Regions from separate parts of the Mus musculus genome. Here all the other regions are linked to region 1. Evidence: chromatin contacts called from public HiChIP or PLAC-seq, Micro-C and promoter capture Hi-C data. All regions are on one chromosome and are shown on one strand. Each heading gives the region's core, a stretch centred on a gene start, on an enhancer-like site or on the middle of the called end of the contact. The rest is flanking DNA. Distances are from core to core; before and after follow the strand shown.

The links. Promoter capture Hi-C pulls out the DNA fragments that hold promoters and counts their contacts. A called contact is a pair of places that touch in the nucleus more often than the background predicts. HiChIP or PLAC-seq counts read pairs in DNA pulled down with a chosen protein or histone mark.
Region 2: a promoter capture Hi-C map of hippocampal neurons shows a contact between it and region 1, with 3 times the contacts expected there. The contact joins the enhancer-like site here to the promoter of Dera in region 1. A contact is called at or near these places in 1 of 39 promoter capture datasets (hippocampal neurons), 3 of 484 Hi-C or Micro-C datasets (cerebral cortex, liver and trophoblast stem cells), 2 of 115 datasets of contacts at active chromatin or transcription factors (bone marrow-derived macrophages and embryonic stem cells) and 2 of 9 other capture datasets (adipose tissue and pancreatic islet).
Region 3: a contact with region 1 is called in a Micro-C map of trophoblast stem cells, with 5 times the contacts expected there. The contact joins the enhancer-like site here to the promoter of Dera in region 1. A contact is called at or near these places in 9 of 39 promoter capture datasets (embryonic stem cells, liver, stem cell-derived epiblast-like cells and 1 more), 1 of 15 datasets of contacts at CTCF or cohesin (embryonic stem cells), 19 of 484 Hi-C or Micro-C datasets (ECoMG myeloid progenitors, embryonic stem cells, liver and 4 more), 4 of 115 datasets of contacts at active chromatin or transcription factors (embryonic stem cells, intestinal crypt epithelium and intestinal villus epithelium) and 2 of 9 other capture datasets (adipose tissue and embryonic stem cells).
Region 4: a contact with region 1 is called in an H3K4me3 HiChIP or PLAC-seq map of bone marrow-derived macrophages, with 2.6 times the contacts expected there. The contact joins the enhancer-like site here to the promoter of Dera in region 1. A contact is called at or near these places in 6 of 484 Hi-C or Micro-C datasets (embryonic stem cells, liver and nephron progenitors), 2 of 115 datasets of contacts at active chromatin or transcription factors (bone marrow-derived macrophages and embryonic stem cells) and 3 of 9 other capture datasets (adipose tissue, embryonic stem cells and pancreatic islet).

What each region holds. Positions count from the first base shown.
Region 1 is chr6:137,752,092-137,758,258 of GRCm38.p6, forward strand. Dera (deoxyribose-phosphate aldolase (putative)) reads left to right here and starts at 2,486. Exons shown (of 9, transcript NM_172733.1): 1 at 2,486-2,547. The coding sequence starts at 2,517.
Region 2 is chr6:137,867,050-137,873,216 of GRCm38.p6, forward strand. It overlaps Gm38552 (a long non-coding RNA gene), which reads left to right. Exons shown (of 3, transcript XR_869527.1): 3 at 1,369-1,593. Among named protein-coding and RNA genes, the nearest start is that of Gm38552, 13 kb to the left of the region's middle. Within about 2 kb of position 3,937, at least 16 of the 459 cell types and tissues checked have an H3K27ac peak or open chromatin away from gene starts, as enhancers often do. A contact at or near this core is called in hippocampal neurons, where this site is marked.
Region 3 is chr6:137,840,171-137,846,337 of GRCm38.p6, forward strand. No RefSeq gene overlaps it. Among named protein-coding and RNA genes, the nearest start is that of Gm38552, 13 kb to the right of the region's middle. Within about 2 kb of position 3,406, at least 14 of the 459 cell types and tissues checked have an H3K27ac peak or open chromatin away from gene starts, as enhancers often do. A contact at or near this core is called in trophoblast stem cells, where this site is marked.
Region 4 is chr6:137,822,932-137,829,098 of GRCm38.p6, forward strand. The region is part of intron 6 of Dera (deoxyribose-phosphate aldolase (putative)); the gene reads left to right. Among named protein-coding and RNA genes, the nearest start is that of Gm38552, 31 kb to the right of the region's middle. Within about 2 kb of position 2,305, at least 29 of the 459 cell types and tissues checked have an H3K27ac peak or open chromatin away from gene starts, as enhancers often do. A contact at or near this core is called in bone marrow-derived macrophages, where this site is marked.

The DNA.
Region 1 (6,167 bases), core at 1,236-3,735:
GCTGGCCAAGCTATTCTGTTCTGAGTCACCAGGAGAAACCTCTGCCCTCATGCTAGAAGCCTTTCCTCAGCTAAACCTGTTCTCAGCTTCCTTAGTGACTGACGCTACCTTAAATTCAGGTGCTCACATGAAAAGGCATGGATGACCCCACGTGTGTGTTTGATTCCTACACGTGGCTGTGTGCTTTTCCTGGAAGCTCCCTTCTGTTAATCCTTCCTTGTGCTGCCCATGGTTCTTGGATGTTGCTGTCTCCCACCTCCCGCCTTTGCCTGGTTCTCAGCCTTGCAATCTACACTGTAGGAAAGGCTTTAGAATATGAACCAGGAGGTTGGGACACTTGTGGGTGCTGGTAGATAATTCTTTGACAGTGTGCCAATTTTCTCATAGCCTGCTGAAACTTTCAGTGGGGCTGAAACTTCCAAGTAAAGTGGGGACTGGCGAGTCAGCCTAGTCAGTGAAGGGTGTGCTGTGCATGTTCCAGCATCCGAGTTTGCTTTCCCAGCAGCCACGTGTAAAGTCAGACATGGTAGTGCATATGTGTGCACTTAATGAACATGGCCAGGCCACACGAGATAGCTACATATTAGGTAGGATTGCTTGGTCATTGTGACTAGGTTAATTCTATAGGTTTCTCCATTGAGACATGAATATTTTGGCTATGCGTGATGTTGGCGTTCTTGGTGATCTAGATGGTTTCAGATAAGCTCCAGGTTTTTAGTGCTTGCTCCAAGTTTTGCAAGGTTAAGTGAAAATAACAGTGGCATTATGAATATGGCCTAGACATACATCCAAAATATTTAGAAGTAGCTGTGTGTGGACCAGACTAGATGGCAGCTCAGTAGGGAAATAAGCAGGTTTCTATCTAGCAGAGTAATTGTGTATCTGACACCACATTAATAACTTACATTTATCATGGCCTCAGGTATTTACAAACTACAACTTTGCATACAAACCTATTTTGATCACCCAGTTTTGCAGTAAGTAGACTTATGTCCTAGAACCTTCTAGTCACTAAGAATTGAATTACAAATAGTTTGAGCTCATTAGAGACCTGTTTACCAGATTGCTGCTTAATTCTCAAAATTTGAGTCTCTGGGTATATGTACATCTCTGGCAGGACTTTCCTGAGATGAAAGAACTAGAGCAATTGATTCACTAGAGAAACTTGTAGTTCAGACAAACTTGTAGCTCAGCAGAGATGGTCCATGTGAGTACAGATACAGTGGCTCACCCCCTAGACTGTGAACCTGGAGTAATTCAGAGAAACCAGGCTGAGAAAAATCATCACTGAATCTCAACTTTAGAAAGCAAAGAAATTGTCGCGATCCTTTCTTACAGATAAGGAAAATGAAGTTCACAAAGGCCAGTAGTGTGTCCTAGGTTACATGCTCAATTATTCACAGAACTAAGGCCAGTAGTGTGTCCTAGGTTACATACTCAATTATTCACAGAACTAAGTTAAAAAAATTCTTTTCAGGCCTGAAGAGGGAACTGAGCAGTTGAGAGTGCTTGCGCTTCTTAACACTTAAGTATGGTTCCCAGCTCCTGACTAACTCTTGGTCCAGAGTGGCCTGGCCTGGCCTTTGCACATACCTGAACACATGTGCTATGCACACATATGTGTGTAGACACAAAAATGAAAATACTATATTTTCTAAATGAAAGAAGCTGGACCTTTTATTGAATGTAGCATCTGCCTGTAATCCCAGCAATGGGGATCTGGGGTCTGGGGCAGGAGATTCAACACAGCAACCTCTTGTCCAACCGTGATTACAAAGCAAACTGTCTTAAAAACAAAACGAAAGGGCTGGAGAGATGCTCAGCGGTAAGAGCACTGACTGCTCTTCCAGAAATCCTACGTTCAATTCTCAGCAACCACATGGTGGCTCACAACCATCTGTAATGGCGATCTAATGCCCTCTTTTGGTGTGTCTGAAGACAGCTACAGTGTACTCATATACATAAAATAAATCTTAAAAAAAAAAAAAACAAAAATAAGAAACCGAGTCTTCCTAAGCTTATGTCCTAGCTGCTCTTTCACTGAGTCCAGACTAGAAATTACAGCGCGTTCTAGCTCCTAGACTACCTTGGCTGTCCCCTGAGGGCTCTGGAACACTACCCACAATTCGGGTCCAAGACTACATTGCTCCGCTCATGCAAGAAAGAATCCAGTCCTGCCACTCACATGATCCTACAGCTAAAGTTCCTAAGTCTGATTCTGTCTAGTTCAATTGGCCATGTAAGCATTTAAAAATGGTCTGGGAGACTTCTGGAGCTGGGGAATGCTCAAGTCACAGGCCTGACCTGGAAAGACAGGGAACAGGTAGGGTGATGACCTGGCTGGGCTCCAAGCCCAGGAGCTGGAGAAAAGTTTAAGTGGTACAGGACCGAAGAGGCGTGGCTTTGGTAGGGCGTTGCAAAAGGGGCGTGGCTCTGGGCGGGGACTTGACAGGAAGGAGGAAGGCCAGGCCCGTGTGGCGACCTGGAGCAAGGGTTGGCTTTCAGCGGTGGCCACAATGGCTGCTCACTGCCGGGGCACAGAGCTCGGTAAGGGCCAGCGGGTTGCGCTCCCCTTCGCCAGGTTGGGGGTGGGGGTGCCCAGGGCGATCCCCGGAGGGCGGAGACCTGAACTGAGGCAGAACTCGGGGACAGCCCTGTCGCCAGGCTCTATGCAGTCTTAACCCTTTAAGCGGAAGCAAGGAAGGGTTAATTAGATCTTTGCACTATGTAGCTCTGTGGTCGCAGTAAACCAACCCGAGTGAAAAGCCTGCCGGGTACTTGTGTGCCATTCATTTACTGCCGGACTCACGTAGCCATTCCCAAAGTTGGCTGTGCTGGTGGTCATCGCCGTCTGCTAAAAATGATTTTAAATGCTTAGACAAAATGTTCTTTTTAAAACTATTTTTCACCTTATTGATACTAGTTCAGATATTTCTGGGAAAAAAAATTAAAAGTCTGTAATTCAAACGTAGCAAAAACGTGACTGAGCCAAATGTCAATGACTTAACTTTGCATAATAGATTGTTTGCTTTGTATCCTGGACCCTCTTAGGTGTGTGATTTTGGGTAAATTACTCACTCTGTGCTTATATACCGGCATCTGTAAAGTAGTTATTTATTAGGAAGCTACTTCTGTCTGAAGGTGGTTTGGATAGTGTGAGGAGGGGATACTTGGAGCCGCTGGTATATTTCTCTGCACTTAGTGTTGAATAAGCAACGATAATGAGCGCACTAAGTTCTTTTCATAGGGACTGATTTTGAGTGGCTGTGAGTGATACACAGGGTTACTCTTTTCAGAAGGGACTTGCCAGTCTAGACTTTAGAAGTGTTTAGAATTGCATGCTTGACAGGTAGTCTCTGTACCAGGTTAATGGCACTTTAGTCCCTCTCTCCAACAGAGCCTTACACTTTATCCCTGCAGTGTAAACTTTAGCAGTGACCCTGGAAGATGGACTAAGGGCTGAAGATGAAGCTAGTCTGCATCTTTGTACAAGGTCGAGGATGTAACATAATTCCCCCCCCCCCCCAACAGCTCTTTTAAAGTTTCAAATTTTCCTTTCAGGAGATGCAATTAAGCCAATTTTACTCCCCCCCCCCCCCCCCGCCCCCAGCCCCTAGGTTTCTCTGTGTAGCTCTACACTGTCCTGGAACTCACTCTATAGACCAGGCTGGCCTGGAACTCAGAAATCCACCTGCCTCTGCCTCCCAAGTGCTGGGATTAAAGGCGTACGCCACCACTGTCCGGCCATTTTTACTTTCTTAAAGTGTAAGTCCTGGGCTGGGTGCTATTGCACACACCTGTAACCCCAGCATCAGTTGTGTGTCAGGTTAGCCTGGACTATATAGAAAGAGCTTTCTTAAAAAGCCATCAAAACACTACCTTTCCCGTGTTGCAAAGTAACAGTGTAGACATTAACAGCTGCTATTTAGAGTAATAGTTAATGTGCACTCACACCTCCATGTATAGATTATATTTTCCTTACTGTTCTTGTTATAATCACATAGATTGCAAGAGTTTTTGTGTGCTGTGGTATTAATCCTTAGGCGTGACACAGCTGTAATCTAATCTGCTAAAGTAAATCACGTGAATTATATATGTACTATGAAAAAAATTGTTCTGTATTAATTTCAACATTGCTTTAATTGATGAGTTTTGTGGTTTTTTGCTGATTAAAGACATCTTAATGTTTTTAATGAGTACTACTTTTTAAAAAGAAATTAGCGTTATTTAAACACATTTGTATTAAAAAATTTTTAGGAAAATGCAGTTATCACCAGGGAGATTGTAGAATTCATTAGTCATTGTTATTTACAATTTTTTTCATTTTATTTTTATTTTATGTGTGAGATTTTGCCTGTACACGGTCTGTTTACCATTACACGTGCAATGCCTGTTGAGGCCAGAAGAGGGCATCCAATCCCCTGGGATTGGATTTCAGATGGTCTATGGCTGCCATGTGGGAGTTGAACTCAGGGCCTCTGGAAGAGCTCTTGACTGCTGAGACATCTATCTCATCAGCCTTTAAGACAGCTTTTAAAAATCAAATGTATTTGTCTACTTTGTGTGTGTGTGTGTGTTAGTGCTGGGGGTGGGAATACGCGCATGCACACCTCTGGAGATCAGAGGGCAGCTTTCACAGTTATCTCACCTTCTACCTTTTGACAGCCAAGATTCAAATTCAGGATGTCTAAGTGTGGCAGTAATTGTCTTTGCCCACTGAGCCATCTGGCTGGCCCTGAACTTGATTTTTAGGATGAGAACTCTGCAAGGAAAGTTTCTCCCAGCAGGGGATGTGTAAAAGAGGCTTTCCAGACAGGGATGCTCTGATTGTAATAGCAGAACGTGGATGTCCAACCGTCTGGGTCTGGGTGGTTCTGGAGCACACTCAGGAAACCACCATGCTGGTTGTTTGTTAATCCCTCCAGGGTCTGTCAACCAACATGTTCTAGACCTTTCCTTAAAATGTCCATAAACATGTTTTTTTTTCTTCAGTTCCCCAAGTAACCTAGGCCCTTACATGTGGACCAGTGGAATACATCTTTACTTACTGTTTGGCGAATCTGTCCATGCAGCTGTGTGTAGACAGGAGCCATGAGTGCCCTGCCTTTCTGGGTTTGAATGTCAGTCAAAGGCCATTTGATGACATCTGGTTTTATGTTTTTATTTTATGTATTTATTTATTTATTTATTTTTTGGTTTTTCGAGACAGGGTTTCTCTGTGTAGCCCTGGCTGTCCTGGAACTCACTTTGTAGACCAGGCTGGCCTCAAACTCAGAAATCCGCCTGCCTCTGCCTCCCAAGTGCTGGGATAAAAGGCATGCGGCGCCACGCCCGGCTTGACATCTGTTTTTAAAGGCATCTCACAGTTATGGTGGTGGTTTTGTCTTGGGATTTCTATAACTGAGGAAAGACTATGAGCAAAAACAAGTTGGGGGAGAAAGGGCTTATTTCCCTCCCTGTTCGTCTTTGAAGCAAGCCTTGAGCAGACACTTAACTAGGGCAGGGGTCAGGAGCCATGAGAGGATGCTGCCTTCTGGCTTGCTCAGCTTGCTTTCTTATAGAACCCAGGACCACCAGCCCAGGGATGGCACCACCCACGGTAGGCTGGGACCTCCCTCATCAGTCACTGATTAAGAAAATGCCCTTCAGGCCTGACTCCGTCCTGATCTTTGTGTAGGCATTTTTCCTCCAGTTGCAGTTCCCCCTTCTCGGATGACTCTAGCTAATGTCGAGTTGGCATAAAGCGAGCCAGCGCAACAACTTCATTTCAAATTTGTGCCTCGTCAGAGGTATCTGGAAAGTGGGGATTTTGTACTGGGGAGCATTTTCCCAATGTCTTACTTCATGTCAGACTGTTTCTGTTAAGGGAAAAGTTTCAAGCAGATCTTAATTGTGAAGAAACAGGGACAGTTTAACAGACACTGTTAGTAACAAGTGGTACATATATAGCTATGGTTGAGGGTGTTCAAAACAAAGAATAATCTTGGTGTAGCACAAAGGAACACAAGGATGAAGCCAAAGCAGCTCAAAGTCCACTCTTTCTGCAAGAAGGGTGTTGAGAAACCAAACCCTGCTAGCAGGCACCCTGGGCATGACATTCCCTTGGCTTTTATTTTACAAAGGTGGTGAGTGTGTCTTTCCCCCATTTGCTGTGGTCTAACTTCATC
Region 2 (6,167 bases), core at 2,687-5,186, 120 kb after region 1:
GAACAAGGTGAGAGTTCTTCCTTTGTGGGTACTATGGTGTGAATGCTTTCCTTCAGAACACACATTTGTATTTAATCAGCAGTGTGTCAGTATTAAGAGCCAGGGCTTCAGCGAGGACCTCATGAGTAGAACCATGACCTAATGAAAGAGGCAAACATGGAAGCCATCAGTGTCTTGACTGTGGAGTTCTCAGCCTCCAGAACTATCAGAAATAAAATTCCATTGTGTATAAATTAACCAGTCTCTGGAAAATTGTTACATCTGCTTATCTTAGTCCATTTTGTGATGCTAGAATACCAGACATTGGGCAGTTTACAAAGAAAAGGCATTGGCTTGTTCAAGATCAGGTGGCTCCATCTAATTGGCTTCTGGTCAGGGCCAGTGTTTGTAGCACAGCATGGCAGAGGTGCAGAACAAGAAGTAGCTATGTGCAGAAAGGCCTGAGCTAGCCTTGGTTTGCTACAGCAATGGCTTTAGAGTCATAGACTGTGGGTTCTTAAACTTTTTCCTTTCTCAACCCTTTCATGCAAGCAATTCTTATACAATACTAGGCATATAAACAGGTTAAGTATGTATGTAAGACATGGGTTTACTGACAAATCATAGGGAAATTTCTATCTATCTATCTATCTATCTATCTATCTATCTATCTATCTATCTATCTATCTATCTATCTATCTATCATAAGCCACCATGCAGGTACTGGGAACTGAATTTGGCCCCCTGTAAGAATACAAGTGCTCCGAACTGCTAAGCCATCCTTCCCGCCTCTCTCTGCCCCAAACTCCTAAGTAATGAGTTTTTATGAAGCTTGGGGCAGCGATTCAAACAGCAATTTTGAAATCAAAATATAGCACAGTACCATCGAAATATATGCTAATTTGATACTTACATGCTGAGGAATGACAGTAGGAAAATAGTAGAAGTCTTTGTTTTCTGTAATTAAACCATTATGTTTTCATAAGAGCAGAGAGCTTTCCAGGTACAATAAAGATGCTCCCCTTGTGGCTGAGCTTCAATGCGTGTCAGGCCGCCTTTGTTGGCGTTTCCTGGTGGAGGGGGATCAGCATGCACAGTAGAGTGCGCATGTCACGTGGTTAGAGTTGAAGCATCAGTGACGTTCCATGATACATGCATAAGCATGTACATGTCCATGATACATGTACATGTCCATGATACATGCATAAGCACCGTCGGAGAGTCCAGACTCATGACATGCTTGACTCGGGGTTCGGAAACTCGGGGTTCACTATTGCCTCTTTCCCCTGCTCCCCAAGAGTCTGTCATGTGACCTCATACAGTCTACAGAAGTTTTGTAGAGGACTGTATGGAACTAAGTTGATGGCAGCACCATTAATCTTTTCTTAGGTTGGTGACTTTATGATACAACCACCTCCCAGGAGATCCTGTCACTCAAAGTTCCCACCACCTCAGCACTAACTCATTGGAGAACAAGACTTTTGTCTAGGAAGCCTTGGAGTACAAACGCATTTTAACCAGAGCCCAGAACAAATGGACTGAGCAAACGAGCCACCTCTCAAGATGGAGTTGAATTAAATAGAGTATAACTTACAGGCAAATGATAGAGAACGAAAAATATTATCATTAAGAAAAATGAGTTAAAAGTGTTTATTTCTTCTACTTTCATATATGTATGTATGTATATGTATGTATGTAGTGTGCATGTGTATATATGTATATGCTTTGTGCATGTATGTGCTCACATGTAGAAACTCAAGAAGTCGATGGAAGAATCATCCTCCATTGCTCTCTACTTTATTCATTGAGACAGGGTCCCTCAATCAAACCCAGAGCTCACCAACATGGCTAGTCTCATCAATCAGGTGGCTTTGGGCATTCATGTCTTTTCCTGGAGTTAGAATTACAGAGGAACCACTCGACCCACTCAGCACTTAATGGGTTCTGGGAATCTAAATTCGGGTTTTCATGCATGCCTGGCAACCACTTGAACCACTTTATTTATTTATTTTTTAAAATTTCTTTTTTTTATTAGATATTTTCTTTATTTACATTTCAAATGTTATCCCAAAAGTTCCCTATACCCCTCCCTCAACCCCCCGCCCTGCTCCCCTACCCACCCACTCCCACTTCTTGGCCATGGAGTTCCCCTGTACTGGGGCATATAAAGTTTGCAAGACTAAGGGGCCTCTCTTCCCAATGATGGCTGACTAGGCCATCTTCTGCTACATATGCAGCCAGAGACATGAGCTCTGGGGGTACTGTTGAGTTCATATTGTTGTTCAACCTATAGAATTGCAGACCCCTTCAGCTCCTTGGGTACTTTCTCTAGCTCCTCCATTGGGGGCCCTGTGTTCCATCCTATAGATGACTGTGAGCATCCACTTCTGTATTTGCCAGGCACTGGCATAGCCTCACAAGAGACAGCTATATCAGGGTCCTTTCAGCAAAATCTTGCTGGCATATGCAATAGTGCACTTGAACCACTTTAATCCCAGAAAAATGTTTAAAAGACTTTATTTGATAAGGGTCATAATTTAGTTGGAAGAGTGTGTAGTGAACAGTGTTATTTTAAAATTTATATACTTTTTAAATCTTTTTGTGCATTTATTTGAGTACACATACACTATACTTTTCCTATAAAGGTAGTTGTTTTTCTCATTTTATCATGTGTGTGTGTTGGGGGGGGGGGTTCCAGGGACTGAGCTCAGCTCATAAGGCATGGGAACAGACATTTCCACCTGCTGAAACATCTCACTGGTTCTATACATTGATACAGCCCTGGTATTTTAATTAGACAAAATGGACAACTTTTGTTTGACTCTCAAAGTCTTCATGGACTTTTGTGTCAAAGGAGAAAACGTGTAGTGCCCAGCAACTGAGTTTCTCTGTCCCCATGGGTCCCTCGTGTGATTAAGAACTTAGATCCCAGCCCCTGCTGCAGGGAAGTTCCGCTATCTGATGGGAACACAGAGTGAAGGCAAATTGGAAGCATGACCATGCTCCAACCACAGAGTGCCTGCTTCTGCTTCCACCATGACATGAGCACAGGGAAGAAACACCACCATGGGGCACTGATCAACATGGAAATAATGTGCTAATACGCCAGGCCATGTGGCTCGGTCCTCACCTCATTTCAGTTCAGAGATTTCATTGTAAAGTCATGTGCAAGCATGAACAAATGGGTAGTTTGGCCACAGTTAATGGATTTGAAATCATTATTAATTTTTAGCCCTATAAAAACATTGATTTAGAGGAACCTTTATAACATTGAAAGTGCATTGTATTTAGGAGTAATTAGCATCCTCTAATTAGGAAGAATTACCAAGTGCTTTTCTCTCTTGGCTCTGCGGAAGCTAGCGCAGCTGCATGCAATTTAATCACAAAGGAAACAGCTTGTGTTTTATGTTGAATCTGCCTTTAATGGATTAAAAAATATTCTTTGGTATCCTATTTTATAATTAAAAGATACATTTGAGTCACCAGTGTTAGAAAACGTGATTAGCCCAAATGCCATTAACCCTATGGGTCAGACCTTTCTCCTAGATGCACGCACACATACATACATACTCATGCATGCACACACAGACACACACAGACACACACAGACACACACACACACACACACACACACACACACACACACACACACACACACACACACACACGGTGGGAGCATAGGAAGTTGATCTGTCTGTCCATATGCTCATGAAGCTGTGTGTCTTAATACTGACTCCGCTATTTTTATTCCTCCATACGACTCCCATATTTTCATGTGCACTTAGGCTCAATGATGCTCTTTGCTAACCAGAGAGGCGTGTAGGCAATTGCTGGGTATGAAGATGCTGACATTTTCTGAATTTCGAATGACAAATGACATGCTCCTGTCAGCTGACTATAACGCAGCAACATATGGTGCTTCTGATGGTGGGTGTTATTTCAAAGTTTGCAAATCACACCATGAGAGAGTCCCTCTGCTGGGCTCCTGGAATACTTAGCAACTGTGAATCTGAAATGACAGTACAGAGAAAGCACTAAAAAGAAAAAGAAAAAAAAACAAACTCCCTCCACCTTGTTGACAAGAAGGCGGTAGAACTCCGAATGAGTGAACGCTTCATTGATTCTCACAGGTGGAGGGGTTGCGATGTCAATCTATTGAGAGAGGAAGCCTTGTGCTTTCCTTTTAGAAAAACTAGGAAATGGTCTAATTTCTTACATTAGCCTACAAATTATCACATTTCAGGGAAAGCATAAAAAAAAAATCCAGGGACTGACAATTAGAATAATTGTTAACTATGGTACAGAAAAGCTTGGGAATGGAGTCTTGTTATTTCAGGGTGTAGAGAAAGTTGACAAAAAGTGTGTTCATCCCCCATTTGAAAGATAACATCAAAGACTTGGAAAGAGAGTATCCCCTTTACTTTTCGAAGGCTTGGAAAGAAAGTATCTATCCGCTGTTGCAACCAGCCCAGTTTACCTAAAACAACCCTGTCCCGCTCTTTCCACCGGGTGCTTAGTTTCTTTAATAGTGTCCACATTCGAAGCATTTCCAGCACGGCAGAGTAACCCATCAGAAATGCAACAGAATTAACTCGCTGTCTGCTTCCATTTCAGCAATTTCACACAAAGCCCTCCCTAGACCACGGCCCAGGGCTCCTGCTTCTGTCTGCTCCTCCTGAGAATCCAAGCCCTTCCAGTGTTCCTTATCACAAACGAGACTGATTTATGCATAAAGAGTACACAGAAACTACCAGTGAGCAAGGATGGCATCTATTTCCCTCAGTTAAGCAACCCGTTTCATTGACCTTCCTCGATGCTTTCAGTAACTTTACCCCCAAATCAATGAATTCTGAGATTTTTTTTTTCATTCAAGAAATGGAAATTGTCCAGTAGCCTGAGGAACCCTGGGACGGATGCCTTTAGATAGTCTAGGTTCTTAACTTCACCGGTGTTAGGGGTAGGTCCAGGTGATGGCCGCAAACAGCAACAATCTAAGAAGAATGTCTGAATCAAATCACACGTTCACTCACTCGTCTGTCTTGCTTTTGAGTCATTAGAAAAGGAACGCTTTTCCTCAGCATACAATTAACCTGTTCAGAGCAACTGAACAAGAGAGGCTTGTGTGTGTGATTGCTATTGTTTATGTCTTTAAAAAAGTAATTCAAACAGGAAGTGACGGCGAGCCATAGTGTCGTGCTGCGAAGAGGCTGCCTATACAGACTGGTTATTTGGGGCCGAGCAGAGCAACAATGGTTGCATGCCAGGTACCCCTCACCATGATCTCAGGACTCAAAGCAATTCCCCAGCTTGTCTTTGCACAAATACGAAACAGGCATTTCTTCTGTGTGCATGTCTTAGGGGGAAAAAAAGGCATTTTGTATCTGTACGGACCCAATTATCAGTTTGTTGATTCTAAGCGGCACACAAATCTACTCTCTCTTCTCACTGAATGACGCATGCCTCGCCGAATGGCACTAGCCTGACCTTGTCAATAGAGGGCGCCGAAGGAACAACGTGTCTCTTCTGGATCAGCTTCAGTTAAGTTGGTATTTGTGGAACCTCCCTCTTGGACTCTTCTTCCAGCTCTGCAAATGCTAGTTTGAGACAGCTGTGGCCTTGCTGTCCCTCAGCAAACGTCTCTGACATTCAGTAAACCCCATCATGTGCTGTCCCTCAGGCCTGGTAGTCAGGATTATTTGCACACATGTATTATTTATTTAGGTGCTTTGCTTCTATCCTATACGAAGCTGAGGCTTTCTGAATCTGTTATTGCTGTATAGCTTAGAGATTCCAGATATTCCTATCTTCCATTGTGGTTAAACACTTTTACACTTGATCTTAGACAAAAGGCCAAGAAGTGATGTGTTAAACACTTTTAATACATAATATTCTTATTAATTCTTGATAACTGCAGATAATGTACTTTGATCGTATCTTCACTCTTCTCCCTAACTCCTTTCAGATCTGCCCCCACCCTGTTCATCTCCGTGTCCTTTTTATTATTACTATTTTTAAAATAACCCACTGGCACAGTTTATGCTGGCCATAATCTCCTTGGATTGGGCATCCATGGTCAACTTATCAGGGCCACAACCTCATTAAGAAGTGACTCTTCTTTCCCCCAGACTGTCAACTGTCCTCAGCTACGTATGGCAGCTCATGATCCCTCCCTCTCCCCATCCAAACTG
Region 3 (6,167 bases), core at 2,156-4,655, 89 kb after region 1:
GGAGACTACACAGTGAGATGCAGTCTTGAGTTGAAGCCAGAATCCACACCAGCACATCTTGAGGTATTTGACAGGACATGGTCAAGTTTTTCAAACTGAAGTGCTCTTCTTGTCTTTAGATTTACCCTACCATTCAAAATTATGATTGTGTAGTAACTTCGGTTTGGCTTAGTGTGTTAGAGGCCACCTCTGCCTAGCCATTTGATAACATGGTTGAGTGTTTCTGTTGATTATAATGTCATAATTTTGGATGACCTGAAGTTCTACAATTTTTTAAGAGATTATATTTGTTTTAGGAAAAAATTATTTGAGTTCTAATTTGTGTCCACATGGGGAGAAAATGACTTGTGTAATCACAGAGCGGTTTTACAATTACGGATTCTTGGCTTAATTCTGGATCATTTCGACGCTAATGAGAAATGCAGATGAATTAGCTTGCATGAAAAAACAGAAAGCGCTGTGCAGAAACTGTCAGGGACATCTGGGAGCGTGTCCACGTGGCAAGTCATTGCACGCAAGGTCTTGCGTGAGCCACCACTTTACTGTGTCACAAACAGACAGCTTCCAGAGGCCAAATCAGTTCTTTGGGAAGCGGCAAAGTACAGTGGGAAACAGATATTCACACAGACGGGGTCTGTTTGTTTTCTGTTTCTCACACAACGCAAGCAGAATGCAAAGCTCTGAAGAAGGGAATTTTGAATAGACCTTTGCCTTCACAGATGCTGAGCTATTTGGCCCATTTTGTCCCTGGAACAAGCTATACAAGAGTAAATCAATTTCATGTGCTTTCCTGGTCATACTCAGGAGTTCCATCTCCCAAAAGAAAATAAGTATTTTATAACCTCCACAGAGTGATCTCTTCCAGAAATGACCACAGATAACATCTGGCTGATACATAAAATATGCAGTAAAAATAATCATATTTAATTGCTCAAAACCTGCTCAGGAGAGAAAGTGGAGGGTATCCATCTGGTCAGTTCTTATTTAATGGGACAAATGAGAACCAAATGCTTAATGCAAGATATGTGAAAGACGGTGACCTTACAACGAACTAAAACTTTTTCAAACATAAAGCAACAAGAACAAAGAGGAATCTGTAGAAAAGACAGGCCTAAAATTTGATTTTTAGAAAATAAATCTTGGGGCTGGAGAGATGGCTTAACAGTTAAGAGCACTTGCTGTTCTTGCAGAGGACCCAGGTTTGATTTCCAGTACCCGTGTCACAAGCACCTGTAACTCCTGTTCCAAGGTATCCAGTGCCCTCTTCTGGCTTCTGTGGGTACCAGCATGTGGCTTCCACGTGCGCAGATACACATTAAGCAAAATGCACTTATACATTAAATTTAAAACAAAACAAGCTCAAATCATTAGTTTTATGGCACTAATTTCTCTGGAGGAATTTTGGGAAATGTTTTCAATTCATTTGATCAGTAATATGATGCTGTAGTAACATAACATTGTACTTTACTCCCAGGATTGACAGGAATGAGGTAAAGCTTGAAAAATTCACTGTATGTAAAGGAACTGGGTATGTAGCCCAGTTGGTAGTGCATTTGTCTAGCAAACATAAACCTGTGATGGGATTCCCAGTACCACATACACCAAGAATGGTGGTATCCATCTATAGTCCTAGCACTTGGGGAAGAAGAGGCAAGAGGAAGGTTATCTTTGGCCACATATGGGGTATGATGCCCTCCTGGATTATATGAGACTGTCTCAGAGTGAAGAAAAATGAGACTTCTGTATTCAACTTAGCAAAGGGAAGTTAGGTGAATTGTGAGCCAATTCAGTCCTGAAACATGCCATCAAGGGGGTGTTTCAAGGTGATCTTGTGCCCTGAGTAGATCACCCTTTGATTGGGTTGCTTTATGCTGCCAACCTAAAGAGTCTGCAGTTTAAGACTGGAAATTGAGACCTTACATCAAGATACAGATTGGGATACTGGAACCATGCCTGGGAAGGAATGCTTGTCCTCAACTCTGTGAGTGCATCCTTGAGCCGGTCAAACCCACTGGCCACAGGGCTGTATCCCTGTGCAACCCCAGGAGTGTGGTGTGTTACTCTGGTCTTCATATCCTAGAGTAGGAGTGGGAAAGATGGTAGTGACACCATCCCTTAATCTGTTCACAGTGAACTTGATTCCACTTTGGGCTTTCAAAGCAAGCGTTGGAGCCGAGAATAAACACTTTAGACGTCTTTAGAATCATTACCCTTGAAATCTCCGACGGATTCCAGCAAACAAGCGTGGTGAGACCCAGCTGCACTTCCTTTTACCGAATTGGAATGCTTAGCTTTTGATGATTCAAGTGCAGTCAGGTGCTTAATGCCGAGCCTTATTGTAACAGACGCCATTCTTCAACTTACATTTGGGATAGATAACGTGCTCTAGGGAGGCACACTTCACAGACAGTTGGCTTTTTGTTTGAAGGTTCTGTGTAGGGAACCCCTAGGGCTTATGGAAATGTTAGGTGCTAAGTGTGTTCAAGAGTTTTACGTTTTTTGTCTTTTGCTTTTTAAGCGTGTGCTCTGCCAATACTGTGCATAGCCGGGCATTAGTAACAACAGGATTCTACCCTAGTATATGTGCAGAAAGGGTGCTTATGATATCCCGAGCATTGTACAGAATGTTGGAAGTATAGGAAGGCAGCTAAGAACACTGTTCAAACCACTCCGTAAAACTATAGTCTTGTCTTGGGCACTTGGCTCCAGAACTTCTGCCATGGTGGCAAAGGTTGGCTTCCTCACAGTTATGTTGGATACCGAGTTTCTGGGTCATCATTCCATTTGTTAGGGATCGAATCACCTGCCTGTATCCTGGCAACCCAGGAGTGTGGGGAGGCACATTCTGGCTTCTTGGGGGATAAACTACATTATATTTCTATTGATTATCAACTACAGTGTAGCCCTGCGGTGCTGGGCAGAGGTTTTTGCTTCTGGTGGTAAAGGACTAAGTATCACACAGTTGCATTGGTGTTCGCTGAAGCTGAGCTCTCAGACCTGCCCTCATCTCTTGGCCCTGTGCAGTGAGTTCAAAGAAGTCTTGCGGCATCCTTTGCGAGGGGACTTTAATTAGTGATGTTTACATTTTTATTTCTTATGTTTTTGGTTGTGAGCCTAGCCTTTAACGGCTGAGCCATCTCTCCAGCCCTACATTTTTATTTCTTTACATGACTATCTGTTGGCTTCTAATCAAGAGTAACAATTTTTTTTTCTGCAATTGCTTCCCTCCCGCTCCTCTTGGTGACTCTATGGGTTTTGCATTAAGGTTGTTTGACTTTGAAGGGAGCTTTGGCTAAACGTCATGATTTCCCCTTATCTGAAATGATTTTATCATCTGTTCTTCCAGGTGGCGCTTGAGTCAGCCACTGAGTCTAGCCACTGAGTCAGCCACTGAGTCAGCCACTGAGTCAGCCACTGAGTCAGCCACTGAGTCAGCCACTGAGTCAGCCACTGAGTCTAGCCACTGTCTTGTCTTCTTTTCCTCTGAACCTTTGCTACCATATTTCTGAACTATTAAACCTTTTAAAAACCTTTGGTGATGATGGTGGTGATGATTATGATGATGGGAAGTGTGTGTGTGTGTGTGTGTGTGTGTGTGTGTGTGTGTGTGTGTGTGTGTGTGTGTGATGTGTCTGGGTACCCACATAAGACCAGGAGAGGCCATCAGATCCCTTGGAGCTGGAATTACTAATGAATGTAAGCTACCTGATGTGGGTGCTGATAACTGTGTCTTCTGTAGGAGCAGTGCATGCTCTTAACCACTGAAACATCTCTCCAGCCCATGCAAGTCTTTTTTATCTCTCCCCTTTATTATTCTTTTGTGTAACCATTTGGTCTTCTCTATGTCCGACCCAGTTCCCGAATGATGACATGGAAGCTTATTTTATTTACAGTGCTGATGGCTTTAGCTCAGGCTTGCTCCCCAACTAGCACTTTAGTGATATTAACCCATTTATACAAGTCTACATCAGTGACATGGCTGGTTACTTACCTCTCCTCCGTTACTTATGTCCAGCTACCTCCATGTCTAGGTGAAGACTCTTCCCACCTTGGACTCTTTCCCAGAGTGCCTCTCTCTCTGGAAATCCCGCCTATCTTCTCCTGCTTTGCTATTGGCCTTTCAGCTCTTTGTTGACAGGTGAATGCTCTTACACAGTGCACAAGAGACTATCCCTTGAAGGATTGTCTGCGATGGTCCTAGGCTCTTGTGCACCTGCTATGAGCTCTTGCTCTATGAGTAAGGCAGCTTTATTTGGGTTTTTGTTTTTACCGTCATGTCAACAAATTTGATTTATAATTTTATCTTCTGTATGAAGAAGTCTTTTCTAATGAATATTCTTTTCCCTTCTGTTAGTTTCTTATTTGATTTTCTTGTGGTGGCTTTGCACAGATGCCCATCTTTACAGGCTAGAAGTCTGTGTGTGGAATGCATCTCATCCTAGTAGGAAGTCTTGTGTACAGACATGTTCCTATGATACACAGTTATGTGGTTTTGTGCATCCCTTCCACATTAGCTGTCCCCAGCTGCCAGAGAGCGGCTCATGACTACTTTCTGACTACCCAGCCATTCTCAGTAACTGGCTGCTCCCTGCATATACAAACTTGCTATTTGATTTCCTGGTAGCTTCACCTCTCTCCTTTGATGCTGGACTGATATAGGAAATTTCCCTCTGCCAGCCTTTATAGACCTAGCCAAAGCAGATCTGACTCGTCTTCACGGTGCATGCCGTCTACTGAGATGTGCTGGCTTTCTGGCCATGTAGTTGGAAACTGTGCTGCATTTGAATAGGGGGAGGTTTTATGTGTTCCATGACTAGGATTCCAGTTCACTTTTGAATAGGGAAGCAACAACAACTCCTAAGGCCAAACATTGCTAAGAAAGGGGGGTTGGAAGCTGCCGAGCCTGAATCATCTGTTTATTCAATATCTCACCCTCAGATAAAGCTTATCCTTCCCTCTGAAATGTGGAGGGGAATAATAAATACAACTGATTCTGGGAAGTTGGGAAATGAGTGACAAGATAAATTTCAGGTACTCCCCTGACCACTTTAGAAAAAAAGTAAGGATTTAGCAATAAGAATCTCTTCTAAAAAGTATTTTTTTTGTGTGTGTGTATGTGTGTTTGTATGTGTGTGTGTACGTGTGTGTATGTGTGCTGCTTGTGCATGTGTGTGCGTGTGTATATATGTTTGTGTGCCTGGACATGTATGCTTGTGTGAATGTGTGTGCATGCGTGTGTGAATGTATGCGCTCATGTGTGCATGTGTGTACACGTATGTGTGTACGTGTATGTGGGTTTGTGTGTGTATTAGTGTGTACTCATGTGTGTGTTCACAGGTGTCTGTGTGCATGTGAAGGCCTGAGGTTGCCTTTGAGTAACTTTCTTAGTCTCCCTCCACCTTACTTATTTGCTTATGTATTTAGAGTCTGGGTTTATTTTTTAAAATAAACCTGGAGCTCACTGGCTTGGTTTGACTGGTCCTAACCCCCAGGGATGTTCCCAACCCAGGCTTAGCCAGGGCTAAGATTACAGGCTCACACTGTACTGCTATGCTTAGCTTTTTTTAAAAAAGCAAAACAGAAAACTAGACCTTCTGGGAATTGAACTTGAGACTTCGTGCTTGCACTGCAGCAGTTTGCCAGCCTAGCCATGTCCCCAGCACACAAATAAGCTTCTTTGTATATGTGCACAGGCTCCTTCTCAGGTCCTACCTGCTGGGGCTCCTTGAAGCTCATCTGTCAGCTAGGCAGTGCCAGAAAGGAAGGTTCAAACTCAGAAGGCATTTCTCGGGTCTTGCTCTATAGCAACTGCTTAACACCATTCTCGTCATTCTTATAATAAAACCGTTGGCTTATCTCTTCCTGATTCCGCGTTCATTAGCAAGTATGTTATAAAGCTACAGGAAGCAGGGTGGGGCAGCATCGGGCTGGATGGAGTATTCTTCTTCAGTCAAATGAAGGGATTTCTAAACCACAGGGCAGCAAATCTAGGATCCTGTAGTCCAGTGGAGAGAACGCCCATCAGTAAGGGTACTCTGCGCATGTACAGGCTAAGGCACGTGCTTAAGGGCGTCCATCAGTAAGGGCGCTCTGCGCATGTACAGGCTAAGGCACGTGCTTAGGGGCGCCCATCAGTAAGGGTGCTCTGCGCATGTACAGGCTAAGGC
Region 4 (6,167 bases), core at 1,055-3,554, 71 kb after region 1:
CAAGGCATGTGGTTTCCATGAGCCAAGCACACCCTTGGTGTCTTAGAGACATTTCAAACCCTGACATTGTAGTTGCCTTCTGGTTCCCATTCTGTCTGGCTATGCCTGACTTCTTACGGTGCTGCCTCACTCATACGATGGACTGGACACAGGGGAAAGCACTATCAGTGCTGTGTCTGCAGAGACAGAGACAGACAGAGAGAGAGAGAGAGAGAGAGAGAGAGAGAGAGAGAGAGAGAGAGAGAGAGAGAGAGAGAGAGAGAGAGAGAGAAAAGACCCTCACCTCCCTTTCTTCCGCCCCCTTTCTCTTCTCCTCGACCTTCTCCCTTTCTGCCTGCCATCCAGCCTGCCTGCCTGTCCGTCTGTCCATCTGTCCATCCATCTGTCCATCCATCTGTCTGTCTGTCTGTCTCTCCAGACATTTCCCCTTTTCTCCCACGGGAAGACATTCTATGGATCACGTGCCCACATCTTGGTGGAACGACTGTTCTTAGATTGAAGATTTGCATTCCACTGCTGCGTCCAACTTCCTTCTTTAGACATTTTTCAACCATGAAATTGGATCTTTATCTCTCACCCTAAATTATTTTTAAGCTCATATGGAACAAACGAGTCTAATAGGTTTTAATCTGGTGCCTCATACTTTTATACATCCTGTTTATTTTAAAAAGTATCTCATTGTGGATTGTAAGTGTAAATTAGTGTTAAAAAATCACCATTAAAAAAAAAAAACCTTTCCCACTACCTCTAATGGGTAACTTCTCAGGGAGTCACAGGAAGCACAAAGCTAATGAACAGCGTGCTCAGCGGCTCTTATTGTAGGGTCCATGCGACTTCGCTTAGGGACAGGCGTTCTCCGGCAGTAGTCGAATTTAAACCCTATTTTTCATTAGTAAAGCACACATTGTTAATAACAGCTCCCATTGTGTTCCCCTTTGTGCATTGAAGCACATTTTCCATGGGCACCCAGGCTTTCAGGTCTTACTAGAAACTGCCTGGATCATAAATAAGATTTGTTCAGGAAATAAAAATGTATGTTTTCCCATTGTTAGTTATACTTTAAAAAATAATCACATCTGAAGCTTATTATGCAGCAATAGCCCTAAGATATTATTTTTGTAAATGTACTACTTTGGTCTTAATACTAGTTTTTAATCTCTTCTTGTTTCTATGAAGTCTGAATGAGATTTTGAAAATTGAATAATAATTTGATCCGTTAATCTTTTGAAGCTAGTAATTTTATTTTCCTCCCTTTGCAGTCTCTGAGGCTCGCAAATGAATAGGGCTTCATTACTGCAGTCTGCATTTAATAACCATTATCCATTATCTTGTAATTAAGACTCCCTGTAACGAATCATGAGGACAATGCAAAAATACATAGTACATTTCTTTAATGAACTGGAAAATGTTCGTCTTGTTCTATTTAGTAATGAGTTGCTGAATAGTCATTAAATCCACTGGAGGGTCGAGTTAGATGGATTTTGAAGACTGTCTTGAGTTTGTGGTTAATCTATTAGAATTAAAATTTCATCTTCTATTTTTATCAACAGCTGATTAGAAGTCATTGTCTTTGACCAAATTGATTAGAAGACCATATACAGGGGCAGCTGTTGTTTAATGGAAGTTTTTAATGAAACAGTACCATGGAGACTTGTAATTACAGGCTGCAGGAAAGCTCTGAGTAGCCTTAGACCACAAGAAGAGAGCTGAGCTAAAGGTGCCAAATGAGGAAAATAAGAAATACAGTTTTATGTAAAGCAGTGTATTTATTATTAATTTTAATTTCAGCTACTCACAGTTGAGCACTGGTCCATTGATTGGACCACTCCTGACCGTCTCAGGCCTTTCCCACCTAGTGTTGGCATTAGCTCATGTCATTAAACTTGTGGACCAGCTGTAGGATAGCTTATGCTGATGGGGAGGTATTTTCTCTTAAGGTTCTGGCTCCTAAACTCAGCATGAGGGAGGTCTGGTTGGCCAGATTCATACACGCTCTGAAGTAGAGTTGGCTATGGCTAGGTTTACACTAGCTCTGAGGAAGGGTTGGCTGTGGCTGGGTTTAAACTCACACTGAGGTAGGTTTGGCTGTGACTGGGTTCACACTCACTCTCAAGTGGGTTGGCTGTGGCTGGGTTCACAGTGCTCTGAGGTACAGTTGGCTGTGGCTGGGTTCACACTCACTCTGAGGTAGGGTTGGCTGTGGCTGGGTTTAAACTCACACTGAGGTAGGTTTGGCTGTGGCTGGGTTCACACTCACTCTGAGGTGGGTTGACTGTGGCTGGGTTCACGGTGCTCTGAGGTACAGTTGGCTGTGGCTGGGTTCACACCCATTCTGAGGTGGGTTGGCTGTGACTGGGTTCACATGTGCTCTGAGGAGAGTTGATTGTGTTTAGGGCTTTTGATGATTCTGAAAGCAGCATGTATTTCTCTGAGGTAGTTTTGTTTAGCAAAGGGCAGGAGAAATAATATTAAAACGAGAAATGAAACTAAAGTGTGGCTCCCTAGTCTCACTGGCGAGTCCAGTGTTCTTCGGCAGTGGGAAAGCACTGACAGGATGTATTTTCTAAAATATTCGGTGTAATCAAATCTTGATTTTTTTTTCTTCCTGAAATCTAATGAAAGCCAGTTCCTAAATGCCTGAACTGTATGCTGTGTGATTCTCTGTCATTCTTCTTCCTGATTTCCATGACAGACAGTAAATGCAGCAGCTAAAAACCCTGGAGTCATGTGATCAGACCTCATGCTGCCCTCAGGACAGAAGCCAGATGTTTGCAGGTTCAAAACCCTCTATAGTGATTTAATGTAAGAAACATAACAGAAGCTTTGATGAAACCCTGGGCTTCACATATGCGGAGTTGTCCCTAGGCCAATAGTAGCATCACCTAAAACATACGTTTATATAATCACTGTGTCCCCTAACAGCTTACTTACGTGGAGGCAGTGCCACCTCTGCTTTCAGAGATTATGTCTGATGGCCAGGCTCTCCCACAGACCCTATCTTCCAGTTTCGTCTGTCACAAATGGCGCCCATGCATCGCCCCTGCATCAATCTAGTTGAAGGGATTAATTCAAACTTTGCAGTTCTTTCTGACCATCGTATCTATCTGACATATTCCACAGTATTCCTTGTATATACCATATGCGTTATGCATTCTAATTTCAGTTCACACCTGATGTCTAGGAAGGAAGGACCTAGCATGGCCCTTAATACTTCCAGATCTTGCTTTTCCATGTGACTGTGACAATAGATTGATGGATGCTTCTGAGACTAAAATGTAAAGAGACAGAGTCCTTAGGAAAGACAAAAGCTCCAAAAACGTGGGGAGAACTTCAGAAGTTATAATGCTGGTGTAATTCCAGTATCAGAAAGAGAAAGAGGATAGGGAAAGGGAGGAACTGTATAGAGGGAATATAATGGCTAGAAATGTTCCAAAATTAAGGACAGGCCATAAATCACAGATTTAAGAAAACTAGAGACTGACAAAGAAAATTGTTCCTAGTCATGGCATATACAAATAGGAGAAAATCAAAGGCAGCAGGGAACCTTGAAAAACTAAAGCCAGAGAAAGAAAACATATTACCTACCCAAGCCAAAGGAAATGACCCCACAGACAAAGGAAATGACCTCAACAGACAAAGGAAATGGCCCCAACAGACAAAGGAAATGACCCCAACAGACAAAGGAAATGACCCCAACAGACAAAGGAAATGACCCCAACAGACAAAGGAAATAACCCCAACAGACAAAGGAAATGACCCCCAACAGACAAAGGAAATGACCCCAACAGACAAAGGAAATGACCTCAGCAGACAAAGGAAATGACCCCAACAGACAGGAAATGACCTCAGCACACTTCTCATCAGAAATCAGGTCAGCAATGAGTGAGGGAAAGAAGTTCTTCACAGTGGAGCTCTGTAACAGTGGTGCTGTCCCTCTTCTCTGATCTTGAGCAGAAGCCGAGGGAGGCAGTGCTAGATCATCTTCCTCACAGGAGGTGTTTAAGGAAGGCCTTTAGGGGGAAACTCCAAACTCATGAGCAACAGCAGGACTTTGACAGACAGAAGAAACAATTTAGGACCTCTTTATTAAAAGGCAAAGGCATAGTAGTGTCGTGTTATTTGAAGACGGGCTGGGATGAAGTGAGTATTTACTACTCTGGGGCAGTCTCTAAATAGGATATGAGAGAAGTATCATTGGTATGATGAGAGGAAATGAAATGGAATCATGTAGAATCTTCAAAGAAGTCAGAGAAGACCCAAAAGGGGGTATGAAAATTAAACAAAAATGTAACAGATGGAAGAGATATAACATGGTAGATATTAATCCAACAGAATCAGTGATCATTTTAAATGTTAATGGTCTAAATATATCTATTAAAAGGAGAGTCTTAAACACACACACACACACACACTGAGCTCCTAATGAATGTTTATAAGAAATCCACAATAAAGGCTGGAAGGTTGAAGTGAAGGGCTCCTTCATTGCCAACACTGTACCTTGCTCCTTATCTCCCCACTGTTCTTTCTTCTTCCCTTCTCCCTGCAGATCGGAGTCAGCACAGTGAGCAAGAGCCCTGCCACACTCTGCATGTTATTCTGCCTCGAGATTTCTTTCACCAGAAACATCAGGCAGTTACTTTGGAATTCAGCCTTCCTTAGGCTTCCCAGACACAATTCCCAAGAGTCTTTGTGACCTCCAAACCCTCATGAACACTCTCTTTCCTGTCTAAATTTCTCGTGGCATTCTGGTTTTCTGTTCTCCCTTCAGAATGACCCATAATCTCTGCTGCTTAGAGAGATTGGGGGCCACTGCCCAGATGCTACCACAGAGGCCCTACCTAAGGCCTCTGCTTCGTTTGTGTGTGTGTAGTCCTTGAGGGACTTGGGAGCTTTTACATATATTATCCCTTCTGATGCCTCGTGTAACTCTCTGAAGCAGTAGGGGTTTTCAGACCCATTCTAGAAAGGAGGAAGATTGAAGTGGCATGGCTACCGTGTAAGCCAGAGCTGGACACCAGGCTGACTCCCAACCCTTGCTGTCATACTCCAGGGTTGCCATGGCTTTGGAGGGAAGAGCGAACATTTGCTTGGACATTTCCCAGCATGTATAATAAAGGCGTGTCTAAGTGAGTCTTCCAGGGTACAGAATAGCCCTGGAAGTATCTTTTCAAAACAACTATAAGGGAAGATTTAGGTTGTCTTTCATGTTCTGGCCCACATTTCTTCGATAGACTTGGAGAGACTCTAATTAATTGTAAGCATTGTTGCACAGATTCCTTGGACAGAGCTGGAAACTTGCACCCAAGTGTATGTGTGTTTTTGTCAAAGTCTGAGTCAGTTGGTCTTTGTTGGGAATCCAGAACATGGGTCTCTTTCATCTAAAAATGCAATTCAGTTAAGATGAGACAAATAAACATAGAATCACCATGTGACATTTCAGTAGTCATACTCCTTGGGATATTCAGATCTGTGTGAATATATGTATTCAGTCATTTGTCTCCTGGTGAATGAAAGCATTCAGAGCTCACACTCTAGTTTTTTAAATGTGTATGTGTGTTTGTGTGGTGTGTGTGTGTGTGTGTGTGTGTGTGTGTGTGTGTGTGATACAGTATACAGCATCGTGATTGGTTTTCACCCTTCTAGGAAGTAGCACCCAGAACTTTCTTCTCTAGCCATATATGGTGGTCCTATACTGTGCATGGATGAGTTGGATTTTGAGCACTGCTGGGCTAGGTACCACCTGAAGGAAGGTGTTTCCGTTTTGACTTGCTGTGTGGCCCCAGATAAATGGGACAATTCTAACAGATAAACTAAGGTAAACTGCTTTAGCTGAAATGACTCACACACACCCATAGAGAAAGGGAGAGAGGGAGGGAGGGGGAGAGAGACAGAGACAGACAGAGACAGAAACAGAGAGATAGAAACAGAGTGAGACAGACAGACTTTGTACCATGTGACTTCAGAAGAGCTACTTAGCTTCTCCATGTCTCAGTGGCCTCTTTGAAGATCATTCTTGTATCGGTGCCTGGTAACAGTGCTGAGGCTCTGCTATGCTCCTGACCCCCATGGTGCACTGGGGTGCTGATCCCTGCTGCTGTTATCATGTGTCTCCTGCTGTTCCTGGAAACTACACAAACAGGTTTAAGACTCAAGAGAAGGGAGTTGTG